Regions from separate parts of the Zea mays genome. Here region 2 is linked to region 1. The links are chromatin contacts, called in public Hi-C maps. All regions are on one chromosome and are shown on one strand. Each heading gives the region's core, a stretch centred on a gene start, on an enhancer-like site or on the middle of the called end of the contact. The rest is flanking DNA. Distances are from core to core; before and after follow the strand shown. Region 1 holds the start of LOC100284948 (transmembrane 9 superfamily protein member 1). Region 2 holds the start of LOC100381655 (Glutamate decarboxylase 1).

Region 1 (6,971 bases), core at 1,793-4,292:
CTCTCAACAAGTTGAAGTAGGTTACAGTGATATGACTTAGTAAAATATAATCTGCTACTCAATTGAATTTTTTTCCTTTCCATGTTACTATTTCTTTAAGAGCGTCGGCACATTAGTATTTCATTTGAAAGCAAGATTTAGAGAAAAATAGTGTACCTCCACCACCACTCATGGTCCTCAGCAGCAAGCTGGAAGTATGTCAGTGCAACTGTGATGAATGCAGTGACGATAAGGAGGATGATAAAGACAATAAACAGAATGCTGTAGATTGTGTAAATCCTGTGGCCCCAAACACTAGCAAAGATGTAGTACAGCTCGATGTATATGGCACTGAAAGGCAAAAACCCGGCCATAGCCATCTGTGGAATAGTTCTCCGGTACCACGGAAGTGGAGGAATCTCCCTGGGGTATTTTGTGGTACGGCAAGGAGCTTGGAATTCACTTTTGCTGTTTTTGCCAGCAATACCTCCCAAAACAAGCAAAGGAAATGTGACCAAGGTCCAGATGAGCACAATGACACAGATAGTGCCAAAGGGCAGTGCTGCTGTGGCACTATAAGCAATAGCAACGGTGTTCAAGAAGCAAAATGTCAGGAAGAGAGGTCCACAGAATAGGCATCCTGTCAATAGCAAGTTCCTCACCTGCAGACGGATGCAAAATGCAATATTACTACCATTAAAGAAAATAGTGTTTCAATTGTCATATACATACAAGGGAAAGGCAGTACATACCCAGTTTGTCCCCTCCAACTGACAATAGAAAGAGGTAGCAATGTATCCAGCAATTCCTGAAGTGAGTGCATAAATGACAACCAATGCAGTAAATAGTGCACCACGGTTGTAAGGATAGAATACTCCGACAAGTGCAAGAAGGAATATAAAGGTTGTGCTGCAGAGGTGCCACAGAAAAGATTGTTAGATACCTTGTAAAAAAATGAGCTGGAGGAATAATTTCAGGCCTGGAAAATATTATAAGGGCTACTTTGGGAACCCCATTTTACCAAGGGATTTACATTTTCCTAAGGAAAATTAGTTCATTTTCCCATAGGAAAATAGGAATCCCTCGGGAAAATGGGGTTTCCAAACTAGCCCTAAAGAGAGAAAACAGCCACATGGACTTACAGAGCAAATAGTTGAGTTCCTGTGCCAAGAGCAGCGGAAAATAGCGACTTATTCTTTGGGAACCTGAAGACATCACCATGGATATACTTCCATCCAGACTCTTCCTGGTCATCGGCTGCTTCCTCATCATGGGCATACCTTCAAGTGAAGATGTACAGTTTCAAGTAAACATACAGGCACAGGAGTACAAGCATTAAGGATTTTTACTGCCTACAATAAATAGAAAACAATTTCTCCAGTCCAAAATCATATAGAGATGAAATATTATTTGGTTGGATGTGCTATCCATGAAGTTAGCCGAATATATTGAAAGATAACACAAAAACACAAACCCCTTGAATCTGACTTCCGGTAAGAAAAAAGCAAATCAAAGAGCAAATGTATTTTTTCTCCTATTTAAGGCAACAATTGAACAAAATTAGAATTCTTTATAGTGTGTCATTGTTTATGATATAAATGGTTACCGTCCACAACAATGCAATTACTCATATTAACAGGCAAATGAAGATGGGAGGCCCTTACTTGACAAAATCATTCTTCAATACTCGCATGAGGATAGTTGCAAGGAACCCTGTGAGGAGGAGGACAGTAACACAAGAGTTTATAATTGAGAACCAATGAACCTCCAGGTGGTGTGGCATGTTGGAGGAGCTGGAGTACTTCTCCATCCTCTTCTCGAATGGTGTTGGTGTCTCCTTCCACTTGGCTGAGTACAGGAATTCCACATTGGTCTCCTTATCCTCTGTCAGGTCAACCAATGCACTCTGATCAGTGTGCACATTGATTTCGATCACCCGGTCGTTGTTGTATAGGATGTCGAAGATGATGTGCCTGTACAGATAGTATTTCCACTCGCTCGGATCATCCTTGCCGCCCTTCTCAACTTTACCGATGAAGCCCCACAGTGGGAGATCATCATAGTACATCTGGAAGTAGTAGTCCTTAGCCACTGCATTCCGGAACTTCACTACATCCTCTGTAGTAAGCTTCTTTGAGCAAACTGCCTTGGACTCAACTTCGTCACGGAAATCAAGCTTGTAAGGCGCATCAACTAACCGATCCCCATTGAGAACCTCCCCAAGGGCCTCGCTCTTCTCCTTCACTTTGTCTGCCGTGGATACAGTTGATTAGCACACTACATGTTTTGAGAAACTAATCATTGCTATTCTAGCTCGGTGAGCAAAAGACTTCAAATTAACACAAACTAACCAGGAGAGCAGAAAGGCAGGTCGAAATATCGATATGTTTCACTGCAATGAAAATGGAACGATGTTAGAATAGCAATCACCATAATTGTATAACCTATGTTAGCTTGTACCATAATTGTTCTCCTTCACCACAGATCCAACGCCTAAAAGTAACAGATTCACAGCTCGAGGAATTATATTCAATCCAGACCAGCTGTAAAATTCATAATTTGGTCATATACCTATACAGGCTCGGTAGGAAGCAAAATATAAACCCTACGAGAAGGTCCTAAAGGTTACTGAATCAATTGCAATCCCACTCGCTCCCTATTACAGTTCCCGGTTTTGTCTACTAGATCTATAAACCTGTCGGCGTTGACCGAAGTGGCACAAAACCCACACGAACATTCGCCCATGAGATCCGGCAGGAACAATCCGCACATCTCACGAACCAAACGGATCCGATCCCTACCCAGCACCCACGAACCATTCGTCACGACAGGAATCTGAAGGGTGAGGCCTCACCTGGGATTGTGAAATGGGCCGACCTTGTTGGCGTAGAGCGGGACGGGCTCGCGAATCTTGTACCGGTGATCGGAGCCGTCGGCCGCCACGCCGCCGGCCGCCGCTAGGGCGAGGAGGACGAGGAGCGTTGCGGCCGGAGCCCGCAAGGCCGCCATCCCTCTCGTCGGGCGGCGTTGACGAGAGAGGCGGGAGAAGGTTTGGGGTGGGAAGATGGACCCGGGCGGAGAGATCTGAGCGAGGCCTGAGGTGGATTGAGAGTGGCGCTTTGCTTGCTGCTTAATAGAGAGGAACAGGAACGGAAGGGAAGGGAGATCTGAAGGTCTGGGTCGGGTTTGGCTTGGAGACCTGAACTCCTCGAATGGCGTTCTCAGGTTCGGTGGTGGAAGGTGGCGACGGAGTACTGGTCCGCGACCGCGAGCTAACCCACTTGTCTTGGTGCGTCCGTCGGTTTGACACGATCTAGCGGCCGGTTGAGTCCAACTCAAGTTTCTGCGCGCCTTTTCCCCCATTTCAGATACTGTAGTTGTTTTTAAGGTAGTGTTTGGTTGAAGAACCAAGTAGAATGGAGCCGTTCTGTTCTAGTTTTGTTGCTTTTTTTACCAAGTAACTAGAACGGAATGGCTTCAATTAGGGAATATTCTCCTCAGATCCGGAACCATTCCGCTCCAAAAAATCAACCGGACGGAGTCGTTCCGTTCCCATCCCGCTCTCACAGTCACGCTCCGTTCCGTTCACTCTGCAACCAAACAAAAAACAGAGCCGCTCCGTTCCAGATTACCAAACACAGAACAGAGCGGCTCCGTTCCTAAAATCAGGGATGGAACGACTCCGTTCTACTTGGCTCCTCAACCAAACACTACAGTGTCTTCTGCGGCTAACGTAAAATAGATAACACTGTTTAATACTGCTTATATTCTAAAATTTAAAATAATAGATAAGATAGAAAATCTGCTGAAAATAAACTAAAATAAAAAAATCAGACACACATTCATTATTGTCGGGAAAAAGTCAATACTTCTCACCTGCTAAGAGGAATACAATTCTCTTTTAGGAATGAAATTGTCGGTACCCTAAACCATAAGAGGAATACAATTCTCTTTTAGGCCAAAGGGCGCCACGTGGCAAGAAAAGACGACACATTCCGGTAGGTCCGAACCCCCGTAGAAGGACACCAAACCCCTATACATATAAGTTCGGAGCCTCCGAATAGGTCCGAACCTCAGCAGGGTCCCGGAACAAGGAGGACCCTGGTATGAGCAGGGGTCCGGTGCTGACACGTGTCCGGGCCTTGCCCTCCACTTCTCGTTCAAGCGGAGACCCGCCGCTTGTGGCCCATGACATAAGCTATCGGGCCGAACCTGACGTGAAGTCATGCAGCCCCTGCATTTATTGGGGAAAGGACGCGCCGCCTGCCACTGCGCTGACAGGCGACGCGCCCTCTCAGCATTTAATGTGTTCCGTCCCATCCACTGGCAGGCGGCGTCAAGGTCATCCAGGATGCGGTGCGCCTGCTAGGTCTGCTGGCAAACAGTGCGCCCGTGCCGAGTGGTGCGCTTGACTCATCCTCCCTTCTACAAGAAGTTTCCCCTGCACGCCGAGGATACGCAGATCTCGGGTGTCAGGGCACAAGAAGATTGTCTCGGCAACAGACATTAGTAGGCTCCAAGCACTATATTCCTTATGTCCCTGGGCCCACATGTCGGGGCCTAGTCCCTTTGTGCATGCCCCCTTCAGCTATAAAAGGGGAGGCATGCGACGTTACACACACGCAATCTTAGGACACACCTTAGACTCGCAAGCTCACAAGCAATACATCTCATAGTGGAGTAGGGTATTACGCTCCGGCGGCCCGAACCACTCTAAATCCTTGTGTGTTCTTGAGTTCTTCCCGTTCATTCTAACGATCAAGCAAAACGCCTAAGCCCCTCCTCATCTCGGGATTTAGGGCGGGTGCACTCCGCCACCCGACCGGAGATTTACTCTCCGACATTTGGCGCGCCAGTCGCCAGGTAGGGGCCTAGGCATTAGGTTTTCGCTTGATCCCTTGCCCAAGCATGATGGTGCAGATCATTGAGCATCGCGCCGAGACTTCGGTTGACTTTGCGGTGGAGAGAGAAGTTGTTTCCTCCACACCGCAAGTTCCCAGTCGCCCGGCACCAGTCACTCCTATTATGCACGCCGCACGGCAGCACACGGTAGCGCAAATGTCCTGGACTCCATCAAGGGAGTCTCCGGGGGCGTTGTCAGCAGCCAGGGAGTTGTTGCGACACCCTCCAAGCTCCACGGCTTCACCAGGAGCCATGAAGCAATGGCGGGACGACGTCGACCGACTGCTCAGTATGGCGCATTCTACCTCGACCAGGTCGAAGACGCGGTCATCCCGGCGCCAACACGAGGCATCAGCATCGGTGCGCTCGCCCTCAGTAAGGGGCGCACAGACCAACGACCTCCGGGCAGAGCTCAACCGCACAGGCGTGCGGGAGAGGACGCCCGGGTATCCTTGGAAAGGGCGCGCGAGCGCCGCCAAAACATCGATGGTCGCGACCTCGACCGAGACTTCGCTACGGTTGCGCCGCAGACACCGATGGGCACCTGGTCCCAAACAGGCGTCCCCTTGGCCGGTGTGGGCAGCGCCGCTCTTGCGGATCATCTCCGCGCGGCGTCCTGGCCACCCAAGTTCCGGCCGCACCTGCCGGAAAAATACGGCGGAACGACGAACCCATTGAAGTTCCTGCAGGTGTACGTTACCGCCATCACGGCAGCAGGTGGAAACACCGCTGTGATGGCAACATATTTTCATGTGGCCTTGTCTGGACCAGCCTAGACCTGGCTCATGAACCTCACCCCGGGATCAGTCTACTCCTGGGAAGAACTCTATGCGCGGTTCGTGGCGAACTTCGCCAGTGCTTACCAACAGCACGGTGTGGAGGCCCACCTCCATGCAGTGAGGCAGGAGCGAGAGGAGACCCTCCGGAAGTTCATCTCCCGCTTCACCAAGGTGCGAGGTACGATACCTCGTATTTCTGATGCTTCTACCATCATGACCTTCCGACAGGGAGTACGTGATGAAAAAATATTGGAGAAGTTGGCCACACATGACGTGGAAACTATCCCCACGCTCTTCGCTCTGGGCGACAAGTGTGCCAGAGCCGCCGAGGGCTGTGCGTGGCACTCGGCCCCACAAACTGGAGCTACCCAGTCGGGTGGCTCGAGGGCCGTCCTCCGGGATGGAAAGAAGAAAAAGAAGAAGGATCGCGACTACCAGAAGCCACGGTCCACCGCTCTGGTGGTCGCAGCAGCGACCGGAGGCCAGTGCGACCACAACAAACGCCTGCGGCCACAGAAGGGTAGCAGCGGTTCATGCCCTGTGCACCCGCATGGTCGCCACAGCGCCGCAGAGTGTCGCGAGATCATTGACCTTGCAAAACGCGTCAGCGAGCGGCGCGAGCAGTCTTCCAAAGACGGCTCCCCGCCTCGCCGTCGGCCCGACAAAGAGAAGGTGGACGACGGCGAGGTAGCCATGGCTAAGCGGGACCTCTGGTACCAGTCGCCCGAGGGGGACCTGAAGGATATCTTCGCCGGAGGCTCCTACTCCGGTGAAGACAACTAGACGGACCCCAGAGGGACCCCGTGTTCCCCGGCCTACGGAGCTGAAGCACGCCTTCCTCCGGAGGCCCTTTCGGATCCCCACGGGTCCGGGTTGCAAACAGGTACATACAAAAGTGGCCACAGCCAGATACGAGGGCTCCCGTGTCAAATGCAGGCGGGAACCCTAGGTCGGGACCTAGCCCCACGGCAAGTACCATACCAAGGGGGGCTCCGTAACTCTCCCCTAGCTGGGAAGGACCCTTAGAAGTAACGGGAGTGCACCGACCCAGGGGCAACCATCTAGCTACGACTGGAGGAGCACCTTATCCCGATGCCAAACATCTTTGTAAGTTTTATCCATAGAGCAAGGCTAAGGGGTCGAGTCTGTTTCCCTTTTTTGTAACTAGATAACGCATACGTGTACGACAACCCGGTGGGGTCTGCCCCCATGAACCAGGCCTATTGGTCTGCACACATGCACGACAGGTTATAAAGAGGAAATACCCCCCCTCAGCTGTGCTCTTGTGATAGTTCCATCTTGCTGCTTCAT
Region 2 (7,165 bases), core at 1,299-3,798, 240 kb after region 1:
TACCAAGGTCAAGATCTAGTTCATGCTACAAACAGGATAGGCTAGATTTTTGTGTTATCTATATATATTTTTATAGTATATCTATCTGATATGACGAAATTTTATAATTCTTATAGTTTTAATAAATCTTGAGGTGCTTTGACTCTCTGAAGAAATTAAAATAGATTACAGTTTAGAATGGAGGTAATAACTGCACGCGCATGGGCATGGATAACAATAATCGACACCAGCCTCAACTATTACTCTCTTCCTTGCATTGGGGAGAAAAAAACTGTTGCTATCGAACATATATAGCAACTCACTCGGTGCATAGCAACTGCATGCACAAATTACGGAAAGACACGAAGCATATTAGACTACCTAGATATCGCGGTGCTCACTCAAATCAGCACGGAAGAAGGCCCGTTGACCATGGTAGTGTTGTGTGTAGCGGTGGAAGCGTCACTAGCAGACGCCGTTGGTCTTCTTGGCGAGCACAAACTTCTTCCACGCCTCCGTGACCGACCTCTGCGTCTCCAGCTCCGTCTTTTTCCTGAGCAGCGGCGCCGCCGGGGGAGGGGGCGGGAGCCTGGACGGGAGCGCGTCCAGCTGGTACATCACCTTCTCGATGTCGAGAACGAGGCGCTCGGCGAGGGTGCGGCTGAACTCCTCCCGGATGACGACGCGGAGCACCGTGACGTGCTGCGCGTCGGGGGGCATGGTGTATGCCGGCACGATCCAGCCGAAGCGGCGCAGCATGTCCGAGATCTCGAACTCGTCGTGCCGGCTGCGGTCCTTGAGGGAGAAGGCCACCAGCGGGACGCCTTCGTCCTTGGACACGATGTCGAAGCGGCCCGTCTTCTCCAGGCCCTCCTTGAGCACCATGGCGTTCTCGTGGCAGTTCTCCATGATGTTCCTGTACCCCTGCATTATTGTTTGATTGGTTGCGAGGTGAGTGAGTCGGTCATCATGCCTGATCGGTTTATCTTCAATAAAAAAAGGCGGTGCCGACCTCGAAGCCGTGGCGGATGAGCTGGTAGTACTGCGCGATGACTTGGCTGGAGCCCTTGGAGAAGTTGAGCGTGAACGTGGGCTGGTCGGCGCCGAGGTAGTTGATGTGGAAGATGAGTTCCTCCGGCAGGTCCTCCTTGCTGCGCCAGATGCACCAGCCGATGCCGGCGTAGACGAGGCCGTACTTGTGGCCGCTGACGTTGATGCTCTTGACCAGCGGCAGGCGGAAGTCCCACTCCAGGTCCGGGTACAGGAAGGGCGCGATGAAGCCGCCGCTCGCCGCGTCCACGTGGATGGGCGTCTCCCACCGGGTCTCCCTGTTCTTGGCTTGGAGCAGGTCGTTGAGCAGCTTCACGTCCTCGAACTCGCCGTTGAGCGTGGAGCCCAGGATCGCGGCGACGCAGATGGTGTTCTCGTCCACCATCTCCACCGCCTTCTCGGGGTCCATCACGTAGTAGCCGTCGCGCAGCTTCACCTCCCTGAGCTCCACCTCGAAGTACCTCGCGAACTTCTCCCAGCAAACCTGCAGGACTCAAACGGGCGATCGCGCGCGACTGGTTTAGAGCCGAGATTCGTCGCCTAGCTTGTTGGGATTTGGGGGCCGAATGAAAACGAACTGTTAGTACCTGGACGTTGGCGCCGGTGACAATGTTGGGCTTGTCGAACGGCTTGCCCTCGGCCCTGCGCTTGTTCTGCCACCTGCGCTTGAAGGCCAGCCCGGCAAGCATGATGGCCTCCGACGAGCCCACCGTGCCGACGCCCACCGCCGTCTCGGACTCGCCCAACGGCGCGTTGAAGAGATGCGCGATCATGTTCACGCACCGGTTCTGCAATGTCGCCGCAGTCGAGTGTCAGGAGAGAGAAGACACAAAATCTGAGTCGGTTCTGCTGGAACTGGCTTTTGGTCAGCCAACCAAGAACTCTCCGATCAAAAAGATCGTTGCTGAGGGTGATGATGATGTACCTGGAGCTCGGTGGTGACGGGGTACTCGTCCATGTCGACGTAGTTCTTGTTGATGGCGGCCATGATGAGCTTGTCGCACTCGGGCTCCATCCAGGTGGTGACGAAGGACGCCAGGTTGAGGCGCGGGTTCCCGTCGAGCATGAGCTCGTCGTTGATGATCTGGTACGCCGCCTCCTTGGGGATGGAGTTCTCCGGCATGCGGTACCTGCGGCGCGGGCGCGCGGGCACGGACCAAAAGTCAGTATGTCAGTGCTCAAAGCCATAGCCACTAGCAGCTGCAGATAAACCGGCCGTTCCAGCACACAAACACCGGCAAGAAGAACATGTTCACGCGAGATGGAGTCGCCGGCCGGTCCAATTGCAAGAACAGCTGCGAATTAAGGGGAGTAGTGGGGGGGAATAATGGGTGCGTACCTTGGGAGAGACGAGCGGACGTAGCGCGACGCGAACGTGGAGTGCACGGACATGTCACTCTCGGAGACGGCCTTGGAGAGCACCATGGCTGCGATCGATCGAGCCGGGCGATCTGCCAAACTGTTGTTGGTTTTAGGCTTGGGGAAGAAGACGACTTGCAGTTGCAGGGGATTGTGTGTTGTGTGTCTGTGGCAGGGGTACCGCGGCCGCGCTGGTATTTATGCGCGCCCCAAGCGGCGAGGCTGGCCCGGGCAAGGAAGGGGCAGGCAGGAGACCTGATGCTTTAGCATGTGTGTATACGCGTACGGCGTACGTTCAAAGAAAGTGACCCCGGGCTTCTAGCAATAGCAGGCCACTTCTCGCGTCGTAAGGACGGTAGCAGTAGCAGTCTATCTAGAATCTAGATGGCAAGGCAAATCGAAGCGAGAGAGCAGCGGTGGTGGTGCCGTTTCTGCGATGGGCTTTGTTCCCACCACTGCGAGTTCTCGCTTACCATATAGTACTTGTTCTCGCATAAAAGAAACAGATCAGTCCATCAGTCCATGTATATGCAAAAAACACGTCTTGGTGAGAGTCAAAGTTAATTTGCTCCAGAAGGACACTGGTCAATATTTAAGCTCCCGTTTGGCTCTTCGCATCACCCAAAAAACGAGAAAGAAAATAACGACATGAAAATAATAAAGAAATGACCTGACCGGCTGGCCGTGATCAAAATGAAGGCTTTTGAGTTTTGACCCGAGGGAGCAGGGAGGGGCCGTGCCGTGTAGCAGTACAGAGTTCCTACTCCTGGAAACAAAAACAAACTGAACCAGTAAGGAACGAGCAAACCATATGTATGTAAAAAGACCGAGTGTACTAGTACGTTTGACATGTATATACATACGCTTCTGTCGGTGACAAACCGGTTAAAAAAATAGCACTAGTAAAAAAGGAACCCTCCGTCGCTGGTTTTACGTGCACTAATTTAAGAAAGTGAGAACAGGCATAAGCTAAACGCTCCACTCACGAGCGACCCACAAGCCAGAAGCACGCTCGCTCTGCCGTCTGCTCCGTACGGGCGGCAGGCGCGGTGCCAAAACTGCGTGCCGCGGCCGGGTTCTGCTCTCGGGCAGCGCGGTCGCGGAAGCCAGGGTCGTGCGTGGGCTCGTGGCATCCGTGTCACGGCGCAGGCGCAGGCGGAGTCGGCGGGAGACGCACCAGCCCGTCCGGACGCCGGTTTGCGCGGCGGGGGGTAGGCGGCAAAACCGCCCGGCACCAGTCCAGCCTCCCAGGCTCCCCTCCTGCGTGCCGTGCCCGTGCCGCGGCAACCCGCGGGCGCGTCGGATCCACCGGCTTTCCGTCCAAGAAAAGGCCACGCGCAGTTTGTCGCGCACGGTATGGGTGGTCGCCGCGTCCCGTCGGTCCTGCCCCACCGACCGACTCCCCGCGTGCCTTTCCAGATAGCCCGGCACGGCTGCACGAGGCTGTACCACATCCACATCCATCCTTAGGTTACTTGCTACTCCTATACTCCCTCCGTTTCTTTTTATTTGTCGCTGGATAGTGTAAAATTGCACTATCCAGCGACAAATAAAAAGAAACGGAGGGAGTACAAAACAGAGTGCCGCCTGTGGAATGGAATGGGCTGCTGCTGCTGCTGCTGCTTGTTCGTGGATTTGTGGTGGTAGGTGTAGGCCACACAGGCCACTTCGTCTGTCTCCTGTTTCTCACTGCTCCGAAAGCCCAGTCTTTTTTTTTTCTTGCGGTTGATGTTTCGGTCGTAACCACCAGCTGTTTGAATTTTCCAAGTTTCGCAAAATGGTCGCTGAATTGGCAGCAGTTCGATCAGCTGCTACGTCAGACGCGGCAGACGTCCATGGTGCATCAAACCGAAGGAGGGTTTGAAAGACCGGACTCTACCTTCATCACGTATGCAATCACGCATACATGACAAGTTGAGATTTGTCATGTTACAAGTGGTATAACTCATTTGGTCATAATACTTTTAATTGCAATGCGTTTTGTCGAGTGATCCAATCATCCATTAATAAAGGACAATTGAGATTTTATGAAGCTCAACAAATGGACCAGTTGGATTCAATCGATATACCGAAGGACTGCCAAAAGCTTGTTGATTAAGTGTTTGAATTACGATGAAGCAAGAGTAGCTATTGATCGCTTATGAAGATATTTGTGGTGCACATCGATTGGTTACGAAGATGAAATGGTTGTTGCATAGAGCTAGTTTGTATTAGGATACTATGATGGTCGATTATTTTTCACTACTACAAAGTTTGTGAAGAGTGTCAACATTTTAGCAATATTTTGCATTATGTTTTATCCTATCGTCAAACTATGGCCTTTTCATTGTTGGGGTTAAACTCCATTGGTCAAATTCATTCTCCATCATTAAAGGAACATCACTTAATCTTGGTTTGTATTTATTGCTTCACTACAAAGATCGAGGCTATTCCTTCAAAGAATATAACACGTAAGAAGATAATTGAGTTTATTTCTGAACATATCATTGAAAGTTCCCTTTGCCCGGGAACAGGATCTGGATATCGCCTAGAGGGGGGTGAATAGGCGAATAATAATTATCACTTTGAAACCTTAATTTCTTACTCTACTCGAAGACTGGAACGCAGTGGAATGAAGAATCCTTCGAGTAGGTTGCAGCGGAATAGAAGATCCTGTCTTAAGATACCCTACACTTTAAATATAACTTGTAGCACAAATAAGTGTTGAAGTGCAGATATAAAAAGTAAGAAAGACAGAGACACAACACAGAGCAGAGCACACAGACGCAGAGATTTATCCCGATGTTCAGTCAAGCCTGAAATGCTTGCCTAGTCCTCGTTGGAGTTAGCCACACCTGGGCTTGGATTCTATTTCAACTCCTTCCTTCGTTTGCTCAGATATGTAACTATACGCTACATATGCCTTGGGACATATGGCAGCAGTATGCAGATAACCAGCCAAAACAGTAAAACACGTTCAAGGCTCGAAGCTTCTACGATGCGACTCTTCGTTAATGTACAATCGAAGCGACCAAGCCGCAGGCACACGACACGCCCACACCTAGAAGATGGAAGACGGAAGGTCGGATGTTGTCGCTCGATACTCACCATTCACCATAAACTAAGTTGGATAGACAGACGTAACTCTACCACTCTAGATGGATATGGGTACTCATCGGGTACGGAATATCCGACGAGTCCAAGTATGAATGTGGAATTGTACTCGCCCACGGGTACGAGTATTGAAGCGAGAAGTTTTTAGTCTAAAAGGGTCAAATCTGGGTAGCAAACTCGGTGGGTCTTCACCAATTACCATCTCTAGTGACGTCTTTGCCCCCCAAAGGATCCTTCTCGGACATGAGGTTCAACGATTACTTTGCTAGTTTGTTAAATAACAAAAAACTAGCCGTTCTTGGTCACGTAAGCGTGATTGTTTTTTTTTTTGGCCTGTTTGTAAATTCATCACGTAAGTGTGATATATCCTATGTGTTCTATGGTACGTGACGACCCAAATAATCTAGCTATAGCTGACATGTGATTTAATTTGACATCGAGTCGACTGAGAACATATCTAGTACACATGGAAGTTTAGTGCACATGGTGCACATATTAAATTATCACCACCCATCTTAAATCTAACGTCTCTATTTGTTTGATATATTTTGCTAAGAACACCCTCCGACGTGATGAGGTCTAGTGGTGGAAGTTGTTATTTGTAAATTGCAATAATCAACCAGAGACGTTAGATCTAAAATGGATAATGATGATTTAATATGTACACCATGTGCACTAAGCTTTTATGTGTACCAGATATGTTCTCCGAGTCGACTTAGCAAATCAGGCACCGAGAAATTGTCTTGCGTGTTCGCACATACCCGCCTTCCCTGGGTGGAATCATGCTGGAATATTTTTTTTCACACGAAACAACGAACCGGTGCTTGCTTATTTGCCCAAAGCAAGGAATCCGAGGACTTGTTCATGCGTCCGCTAGCTCCAACCGACCAGTCGACCACGTACACGCCGCTTCAACTTTTCTAGATTATCTTTAGGTATTGACGGCGCTGAGTGTTTTGGAATCAAGGAGTTGTGGTTCGATCTTGCCTCTCGGATGTAAAAATGGGCACACGTTGCGCCCTTGTTACTGATCTCTATGGGCATTTCTTAGTACGCCTGTGTAGTGGCAACAATAAGTTCTAAATTTTACACTACAAAATTAGATTGAATCAGATTAGAATTAAATTCTAATTCTATTTATTTTTAAACTAAAATTAATTAAAGGCTTAAATGAATCATAAATATTTGAATTGTGACCCATTACCTACCTGAATCTGAATGTGAATGGACAAATGGCTCCGTCCAGATACAGTACCTACATTCTTTCGTAGTAATACACCATACCATACGTGGATGGATCCAAGTAAAAACATTGCAAAGCAGGCTTTCTCTGCCAAACATAAAACCACGAATTACATGATCTGTTACTAGCAAAGAGCAGCAAAAAGAAAGATATTGACTTTGGCAATTAGGCCGACTCCAGCAGATTATCCAAAGTTTACCCATATACATTGTTCTCAGAGTGAAGTTTGAATATAGGTATGAGGATAGATAAACTGTTAGAGATAGTCTTAGCAAACAGATGGGATGTGCAAGGTTTAGTAAAGCCTACATCAATGTCGATTTGCGTAACAGATATTCGTCAGGTTGCGAGTCTGTCGCCTTTCTTTAGCATTTGACAAAAGAAACACTTGCAGAAATTGCAGAAGGAAAGGTTCAAGTGCCATTTTGTTGCAATTTGCAT

What was found. Hi-C and Micro-C count contacts between places; a contact is called where the count stands out from the background.
Region 2: a Hi-C map of endosperm shows a contact between it and region 1, with 4 times the contacts expected there. The contact joins the promoter of LOC100381655 here to the promoter of LOC100284948 in region 1. A contact is called at or near these places in 4 of 25 Hi-C or Micro-C datasets (ear, endosperm, leaf and 1 more).

What each region holds. Positions count from the first base shown.
Region 1 is chr9:150,287,393-150,294,363 of Zm-B73-REFERENCE-NAM-5.0, forward strand. LOC100284948 (transmembrane 9 superfamily protein member 1) reads right to left here and starts at 3,043. Exons shown (of 7, transcript NM_001157843.1): 1 at 2,834-3,043; 2 at 2,331-2,371; 3 at 1,644-2,229; 4 at 1,122-1,259; 5 at 732-888; 6 at 157-641. The coding sequence starts at 2,988.
Region 2 is chr9:150,523,710-150,530,874 of Zm-B73-REFERENCE-NAM-5.0, forward strand. LOC100381655 (Glutamate decarboxylase 1) reads right to left here and starts at 2,549. Exons shown (of 5, transcript NM_001174470.1): 1 at 2,369-2,549; 2 at 1,955-2,159; 3 at 1,617-1,817; 4 at 992-1,513; 5 at 209-903. The coding sequence starts at 2,454. The coding sequence ends at 445.